Regions from separate parts of the Gasterosteus aculeatus genome. Here region 1 is linked to region 2. The links are chromatin contacts, called in public Hi-C maps. All regions are on one chromosome and are shown on one strand. Each heading gives the region's core, a stretch centred on a gene start, on an enhancer-like site or on the middle of the called end of the contact. The rest is flanking DNA. Distances are from core to core; before and after follow the strand shown. Region 1 overlaps pcdh9 (protocadherin 9). Region 2 holds the start of pcdh9 (protocadherin 9).

The links. Hi-C and Micro-C count contacts between places; a contact is called where the count stands out from the background.
Region 1: a Hi-C map of skeletal muscle shows a contact between it and region 2, with 3 times the contacts expected there. The contact joins the enhancer-like site here to the promoter of pcdh9 in region 2. A contact is called at or near these places in 3 of 6 Hi-C or Micro-C datasets (liver and skeletal muscle).

The regions. Positions count from the first base shown.
Region 1 is chr12:8,198,241-8,202,027 of fGasAcu3.hap1.1, reverse strand. All of the region lies in intron 3 of pcdh9 (protocadherin 9), which reads right to left. Among protein-coding and RNA genes, the nearest start is that of pcdh9, 95 kb to the right of the region's middle. Within about 2 kb of position 1,592, at least 1 of the 9 cell types and tissues checked has open chromatin away from gene starts, as enhancers often do.
Region 2 is chr12:8,103,158-8,107,476 of fGasAcu3.hap1.1, reverse strand. It overlaps pcdh9 (protocadherin 9), which reads right to left and starts at 2,101. Exons shown (of 5, transcript XM_078084999.1): 1 at 9-2,101.

The sequences.
Region 1 (3,787 bases), core at 343-2,842, 95 kb before region 2:
AAAAACAGACGCGGTGTAAGCTCTCAGGGCCGTGCAGCATTAATGGCATATCTACAGTCACAGGGTGACCATATGCTTGTGCATTTGGTCAGGACACATGCTCGCAAACACTCACTCAGGGACACACACATCGCACCAGCCACCGCTCACGGCCAAGGGACACAAGGATCAGCTCCAACGTGTCTCCCTTCCGTCTGCTGGTCAGTCTGGATGCATTCCCAAAGTAAATCCTAAAGCCAGAAACAGGAGCCGCACTTTGTGGTATCAGTATAGATGTGACTCACAATTTACATGATATTTTGCTTAAATTCCATGGATTTGTGTCTCAACATATAGAAAGCCTACTATCTTAATGCTTGTAATGGCATAGTGCTGAAACAAGTCCAGAGATGCAGCGGTTCAATAAAGTTGCTTCTCTCTCTGTCTAAGTCTTTCTCCCTCTGCCCTTTGAAAAGCCGTGGTCAGCATTAGTGGGCTGACCTCCATTGTCTTGCAGAAGCAAAGGGGGTCCAGAGGATGTAAAAGGGAAATTTGTCCGGATATGACAGAGATGTGGGATTGTCAATGGTCACTTAGGCTAAAGAATAATCTAATTCCTCAGTGAGGAGACAACATACTGAACCAGTAGAAAGCATAGAAGGCCTGGATAGTCACTCAAGTGAAATTTAAAAAGCAATTTTCCCTTTTGCTGAACAACGTCTGCCAAAGATGACTGATAAGATTTCCCAATTTGCTGTACTGACAGATGAGGCATAAATTAAATATCGGGCAGATTCAGTTAGTTTCTACCTCATGACACAAGATTATATACTCAAATACCTTTAAATCTCAATTTAACTATGCTTTACATTTCTTTTGTACAAAAAAAGTATGTTTAATCTTTTCCTTTTTTAAACTTAATACACACACACACACACACACACACACAGTGGGCTACGTTGAACTGGTTCACTAAGGGCAGCTGTCGGATAGAGGTCTGCGGGTTCAGGGATGAGACCATGCTGATGCTTCTGTTCGTGATAATTACAGATGTTTGGATTTTCGCAGAGAGAGAGAGATCCGAGGTTCATTCCCTTTTTTTATTCCCCAGGGGAAAACAATCATCGCACATTTTTGTTCAAATTCTGCACTTTGGTTTTAAAGACACACTATGAATGCGCCCTACCTGCTTGCCAGCACCACAAGGGGGAAACATTGTCCATCAACTCTATGCGCTCTATGAAAGCACTTATTTTTCCCTCTCTTTTTTTCCACCCTGTAATTTGTGTGATTTTAATGTTTGTCTATCACCCCACTCTCCCCTCTCTCTCTCTGTTTCAGTAATATAATCAATATGTTCAATCCCTGTCAATCTACAACTTAAAACTCACTTACATCAGAGACCCGCATCCATCAAATATCTCAAGGTCACGGATGGGCCGAGGATGAAGGGCCGAGATAAATGCGCCCAAGTGTTTTTCCTGTAAGTGTGTGCGTGGATAGAGAGCAGGGGACCGATGATTGAACGAGGGAGCCTGTGTGCTGGAGAGAGACACAGTCAGTCGTAGAATCAGCGACAGACACAAAGGCAGAGGCAGCGGTGGGGGGGCGACTAATGGAGAAGCAGCACAGAGCTCAGCACCACCCTAAGAGTCTCTGTAAGTCAGACTGAGTCGTGGTCTGAAATTAGCTGATTTTTCACTGCGAGCGCTGCACATTATCTGGGTGTGGAACGGGGAGAGGAGCAGAGCAGGGGAGCACTGGGAGGAGGGGGGGGGTCGGCGTTTAACTTAACAAGATTAATATGTTTGCCTCATCTCTCTGGGTTTTATTTCCTTCTCCTTGCAGGGCCCTTGTCAAATCTCTTTGGACAGGCTCTCACACATGACGCTGGAAGGAGACCTGAAGGACACTCCGCACCAGTCGCAGGAAAGAGGAAGAGGCTCCATTTTGCGACTTGTGATTAACGTGGGCGTAAATGTACGTCAAAGCATGACGCACGTTAACGGACCTTCTAATGTTGAATTTCATTAGCTTTCTGCACCCGTGACTCTGCTTAGAAATCGTAATTTCTCAAACTGAAATGAGTCTTTCAGTCAGACAGTCAGCTGCATATCATGTGCGTTCTGAGATATCAGTAGCACATTTGAGTACTCTTTTGTGTGTCGGGGTCATTAGACAGACTAGTAAGCACGAATGACATCAAATGTTGGGGCCATAAGAAAAATAAAACCTGTGCATTTAGACAAAACAGCCACGATAATTACGCCGGGAATAACCGTGTATGCAGACAGAGTATTGCTATGAGGAGATTAAAGAATACGTATGATGAGATTAAGGAGAGGGATGAAGCGATTAAGACTGACTACTTTAAAATGATTATGAAAGGCTTAGGAGGGTAGGTCGTACACAGCATATTAGAGAGACACCGAGCGAGGCAGGACACAGAGCAATCTGGAGTTTTTGATCCGTGGAAACAACAAAGAAGAGCGAGTTGTGGTTGTTATAGTCTTATGTCAATAGAATTTTCATTGATATTACCAGCGAGAAAGGACGAAACAGAAGAGGGAAAACGGAAAAAAAGAGTAAAAAGCGAGGCGTATGCACTCCCACGTGACCTAGGAGAAACAATGACAATCAAATGGCCTGCAGCAGACTTCCCCCTCTCTCCCTCACAGTCTCTCTCTCTCCTTTTCTGTGTACTTTGATGTACAAAATAGCCCCAATCCATAAACAGCACCATTACTTTCCCTGCCTACCTACAGTGCTCGCTCTCTTTTTCTCACCCGTCTTTTACCATCCCCCCCTCTTCCTGTCTCTCAACACACACACAGACACAATTTCCATCCCATCCAAAGCTACCTTCAAGGTAGCTTTTGCCAGAGGCTTTTTATTTGGCCATGGGTAATATGGAAGGCAGTGGGAAATTGTGGGTCGTCCATAGCATCGATGCTAGACACGGTAACGTAGGAGTGACAGGGACATGGAGCAATTCACACCTCCTCCATTGTATCAGCATACCTCTTTTTATTATCATTCTGTCGAACGTTTTCCGGCTCACAAGAAAGCAGTAGAGGTTCAAAGTTCTGACCTGTAACTGCCAAACAAGGCAGATGAATAGAACCTTGCCTTCCATACGAATGCATGAATAGAATTGGAAATGCATAGGGCCGGTGTTGAGTATGTTCCTGTTTTCTGATAAATCTACTGAGCCACATTTTTCCTGTCACTCAAAATACTATTCAAATGTTGTGTTTGAGGACTTTTTTGTTCCCCAAATAAGAGTAGAATTTTTATAAAAGCTGACTTGGAACCAAGAAAATGCTTTTACTTAATTTTGGCTTTTATAAATTCTTTTTCCAAATAGCCAAAAGGAAATACAATGTGCTGAATTGTGGTCCTATTGAAATGGAGGCTTGGTAGAAACACGGTTAACAATGTGTACAAAGATAGGGAGGCTAAAATGCGTCTCGCTGAACCACCTTTGAAGGATGAATCTTCCCTGGCAACCAGCTATTTCTCTCTCAGCACACAAAAGGGCATCAAACGGCAAATTCAGGTCAGGCAGTCAGGTGGGTAGGCAGCCATCTGACATTTCATTAAAGGTGATTGTCAATGAATAGAGCTTTCGTGCTGAGTGGAAAGATCTGTGTTATATTTGCTAGTAAAATATGACAGTTGTTAAATGAAAGCTCTTTCACCATTAGGACAAATATGGTAAAGAATATCGCAAAGGATATTGGCAAATATGTAGAGCTTATAGGGCAGGAGCCATCGTTTCCTAGCGCGCAGATTTGTTGTATATTCT
Region 2 (4,319 bases), core at 852-3,351:
GACAGTACCTAATTGTGCGAGCCGCGGTGATTGCGTCGCTCTCCCGCGGACGCGGCCGGGTGCGTCAGCGGCTGGTGGTGTCTGACAGCAGAACCGGTCCGAAGAAAAGCACTTCTCATCTCCCAAAATACGTCCCGAGGAAAACAGACGGGTGTCTATTTAGCTTCTTTTTCCTTGTGTTCTCGCCCCTCTCCTCCTCCTCTTCCTCCTCCCCCCCGGGCTACCTGGTCAGGTGAAGGAGGCAGCAAGGTGAACTCGAGAGGAGAGACCGGTGTCCCGTCATGATTCAAGTTCATCAGCCGGCGGAGACACAAGGTTAAAAAGATATCGTGAAGGGGGGAGAAGAAGAAGAAAGAGAGAGAGAGATAAATCTCGTGGTAACCTGAATAGAGGCTGTTCGGTGGGACACCGACGCGCAGCGTGTGTGTGCCGTTTATCCGCGCACTCTCGCTCCCGGAGCAGAATATCTCGCACTAACTCCGTGTAAACCCATAGGAGGTGGTGGCGGTGGTGGTGAAGTACACCGCACGCCGACGCCTCCACCACCGCCTGCCCTCGTGATTGGACACCGCCCCCCCCCTCTCTTTCGGTGGCGTCGGCAGCCCGAGCGGCCACGGGATTGGCCCGGAGTCACGTCACTCCATGCAGGCCGGCGGGGGGGCTGTCCGCGGTGAGATGCTCCGTGGAGATGCTGCAGGCTGCGGAGACGCTTAACGAAGGGGGTGAGGAGGGGGTAAGGGGGGGGGGGGGGGGTGATGATGCCGATGAGGATGATGAAGCCGCCAGTGCCGCTTATGGTAACGTAGTAAAAAAAATGAAAGCGTTATTGTGAGGATTATGGGAAAAGGCACAGAGTCACTGGCTCCGAAGGGACACAGCAGCCAACCTGTTAGGCTGTTGTCGGGGAGGCTCCACTAATTGGGGTGGACACACACACACACACACACACACGCGCGCGCGCGCGCACTCACGCCAAAAGACACAAGACTGAAGCAAACAAAACGGACGAACTGCCCCGGGTTCCAAACGGGGAAGACTTGCTAGGAATGAAGGGTTTAAGCCCTGCGTGAGGCGATCCGCCCTCCAGACACGGATTCCGTTGTCCACGCGTGTTTGATCGCCACCGTCATGTGTCCGTGAGAAACAACCTTGAGAGTTGTCCCATTCATCCGAGCCTCCGCGTGGTGCGACCTCGTCGCAGAATGAAGTGAACCGCGTGTCTTTATCTTTGATCATCTCTCTTTTATTTTTGTTCATTTTTTTTGAGTTTGCTATTTCTTGCAAATGATCCGTGGCGATCCGAGCAGGCTGGGACGTGACTTTGAAATTGCCCGTCACCCCAGACCACAGAGCAACAAGAGGTGGCCGAACCGTGTAACTGAGCCGAGTACACGCACGCACACACACACACACACACACACACGTCCGAGGTGGAACAGTGCAGCTGGAAAGTAGCATATTTAGTAACACAGAAATCAGAGTCAGCTGTCCACATCCTGCCACCCTTTAATGCACACTGCCATCGTCATCTTAATTTCAATGCAGTAGATAAACCCCCCAACTCCATCCGCGGCTCTCTGCCTGTGATGCTGCTGCTCTTGCTGAGAAACACAAGCTGTTGAGCTCCAAAGACTTAGTAGCCTGCCGTGGTGAACACTGCCATCTTGAGGTGCTCCGACACCAATGCCCGGGACCGTCGTGGGCGCTTTGCAGCTGCAGGAATCACCTGACTAAACGTTAGTGAAGCAACACTTTAGCGCACATGCTTTTTTTGACAAACCCGTGGCAGCAGAATAAAGGGTTCAGCAAGTGGCGGGCGTAAGAAGCAAAGTGTGAACGAAGGGACAGCCGAGGTGAGAATCCGCCCGGTGTCGGGAGTGATGCAAAGGACGTGGGACCCGCACGCCGTTGAGGTGAGAAGCAGGCAGCCAATGTCTCCCGAGGGTGCCGGCTGACTGCCTGCTCAGCAGTACGTTAGCACAACCGACCTGATGGCCTGACCTTTTCCGCCTCTGGACGCAGCCGTCGGCGTCCTTCGCTCAGGAGAGAAAGGAGCGATCTCTCACTTCGGCGTGACAGGGAAAGGTGACAACATAACCCGTGTACAGTGGTGGAGTGCGCTCTCGCTCGGCTGGCCAGATGGAGTCATTACAAACTCATTGCTAGCTTCAACTTGCTGCCCTGGAGGGTGTTGTTGCGAAACGAGAGAGAGAACGTTTTGATTCGACAGGACTTTCCAACGTCTCTGAGGTGTTTGTGTGGGTTGCCACTGGGCCCCGTTAAACGGTGGTTGGGATCATTACTGGGGAGGTAGTTCACACCCCACCAACATACTATAAAGTGTACAAGACACTGGTACTTGATAACCACATCTTCCAATCCCCTCAGTAGATCTAATATGGTAATTGTGCGTCGAAATCTCATTTATGGGAACTTAAAGATGAGTTGATCTTTCACAAACTTGTGTTCTCATCGGTTCCTTCTGTGATTGTGTCACGTGATCTTGACACCAGAAGGGCCTTAACTCTGCAAACGCAGCGGCTCCCAAATTCTCTCAAATTTGTTATCTCCTTATTTAGTCTGTTTTGAACTGGCTGCAGCTAAGTCAAGTTCCTTACAAGTGATGAATAATAATATGATGAGAAGTATGCTAATATTTGCTCTAGGTCTTCGGGTGTTCCTCCTACATTCTTGTATTGAAGAGAGGGCCTGAGGGAAGGGTCCAAACCTAAGGCCTTATGATTCCCCATACACGGGTCCAGTCAATCACTCCATTCACCTTGATTCTCACACTGACTTATTGACCACTTCGTGCCGTTGAAATGGCCTCATGAATAATACAAGCAAAAAAAAGTTTATTTTCCATGTCTGATAAAGTACAAGGGCAAACAGGTAATTCACACATTTTCTAACTTTGATAAAGTCTGAGGAGCCGGTGCTGGAAAAGTGAATCCGTTCTTGTCGTGACTTCGGCGTTGATACGCAGCCAAGAAGCAGCAAACACGCCTGCAGGATGATGCCAGTGTGGTTTCTCTCTGTGTGCCATTGTTCCCCTAAAAAACACAACTAACACCTAACATTTATTTGAAAGTTTTTCAATGCATTATTTGTGTTCTTATGCAACATTAAATCACCTTCCCAGGAAAATCACAGTGAGAATATTGTTTCTCAGTGCAACACGATGTTTTAATCATGTTGCACAACTTTACCTCATGAAAAAAAATCCCACTCACTGTGAGGATGTTCTCACTGAGAATATTGTCTACAGCTGTAATAGAGTTCTTCAATATGACACATTTGAACAGGATATGAGTAAGTTCGACTAACTCTTTTTTGTGTGTCTTGTTTGTCACGATATGCAGGTTATGTCTTCACATAATTGTGTGCAAGAGACGTTTTCCAGGTGTACGTTCAAAATATTGCAAATGAATCCGGCCTGAAGATCTTGAATTATCCAAACCCATTGCAATGTCAAAAAAATAATTGAACAACGCTCTGCACTTCCTCGTAATGTAATGAATCAGCTGGGTCTAGGGGAAAACCATCAGTGAGCCTATTATCACATGAGCTGAATCCTGGCACTTTCAATACTGTACAACTACCACCTGCCCACTAAGCAAGTGTCAGTGCTTGACATTGTGCATTAATACACTATCTTGAGTTGTTTTTACTCAGGACCAGAGGACACGCTGCTTACCGTAGCTGGATTATCAGTTGGATGTATAAAATATGAACAGAGAGACCATCGTTCTTCCATCCCCTTCCGTTACTGTTTTGGCAATGTATAAATAGAAAGTTACCCGACTCTATTCCTGTGGTTTAGCTCCCTCTTTATTAAATCCCAGCGGGTGCATTGGTTTTATTTGTTCCTTGTCAATACCACCTCAGCGCGCCCACTGGTGAAAACTTCAAACCCTTTGGCCAGCGCTACTCCTCTCAAAAGTAGTAATGACCCAGCAGATAATTTGCATCAAACATGCTGTGGGCCCGGAATACTAATAGAGCTTCTATTCAGATATCCCCCAAGTTAAAACATTGTTTTGGATTCTGAAAGGGATTCTTTTCCTGTTTGCTATCCAAGGGATTCCAGTGAAATCCAAACTTAACAAACCTTTGAGCAAGTTGTGTTCCTTAACAAGGTAGTAAAAATATACTGTGATACTTAACAGCTGTACGCTAAGGAGTTAAAATGGAAATGTTTGCTTAAGGCAACGCTTTAATTCACCATATGGCAACCGCCTAAGCATCCCAAAGTTGCTGCTGAGCCTTCTTAATTATTGTAGAATCTTTTAAAAGATTTTTTTCTTTGCACCAAGCAC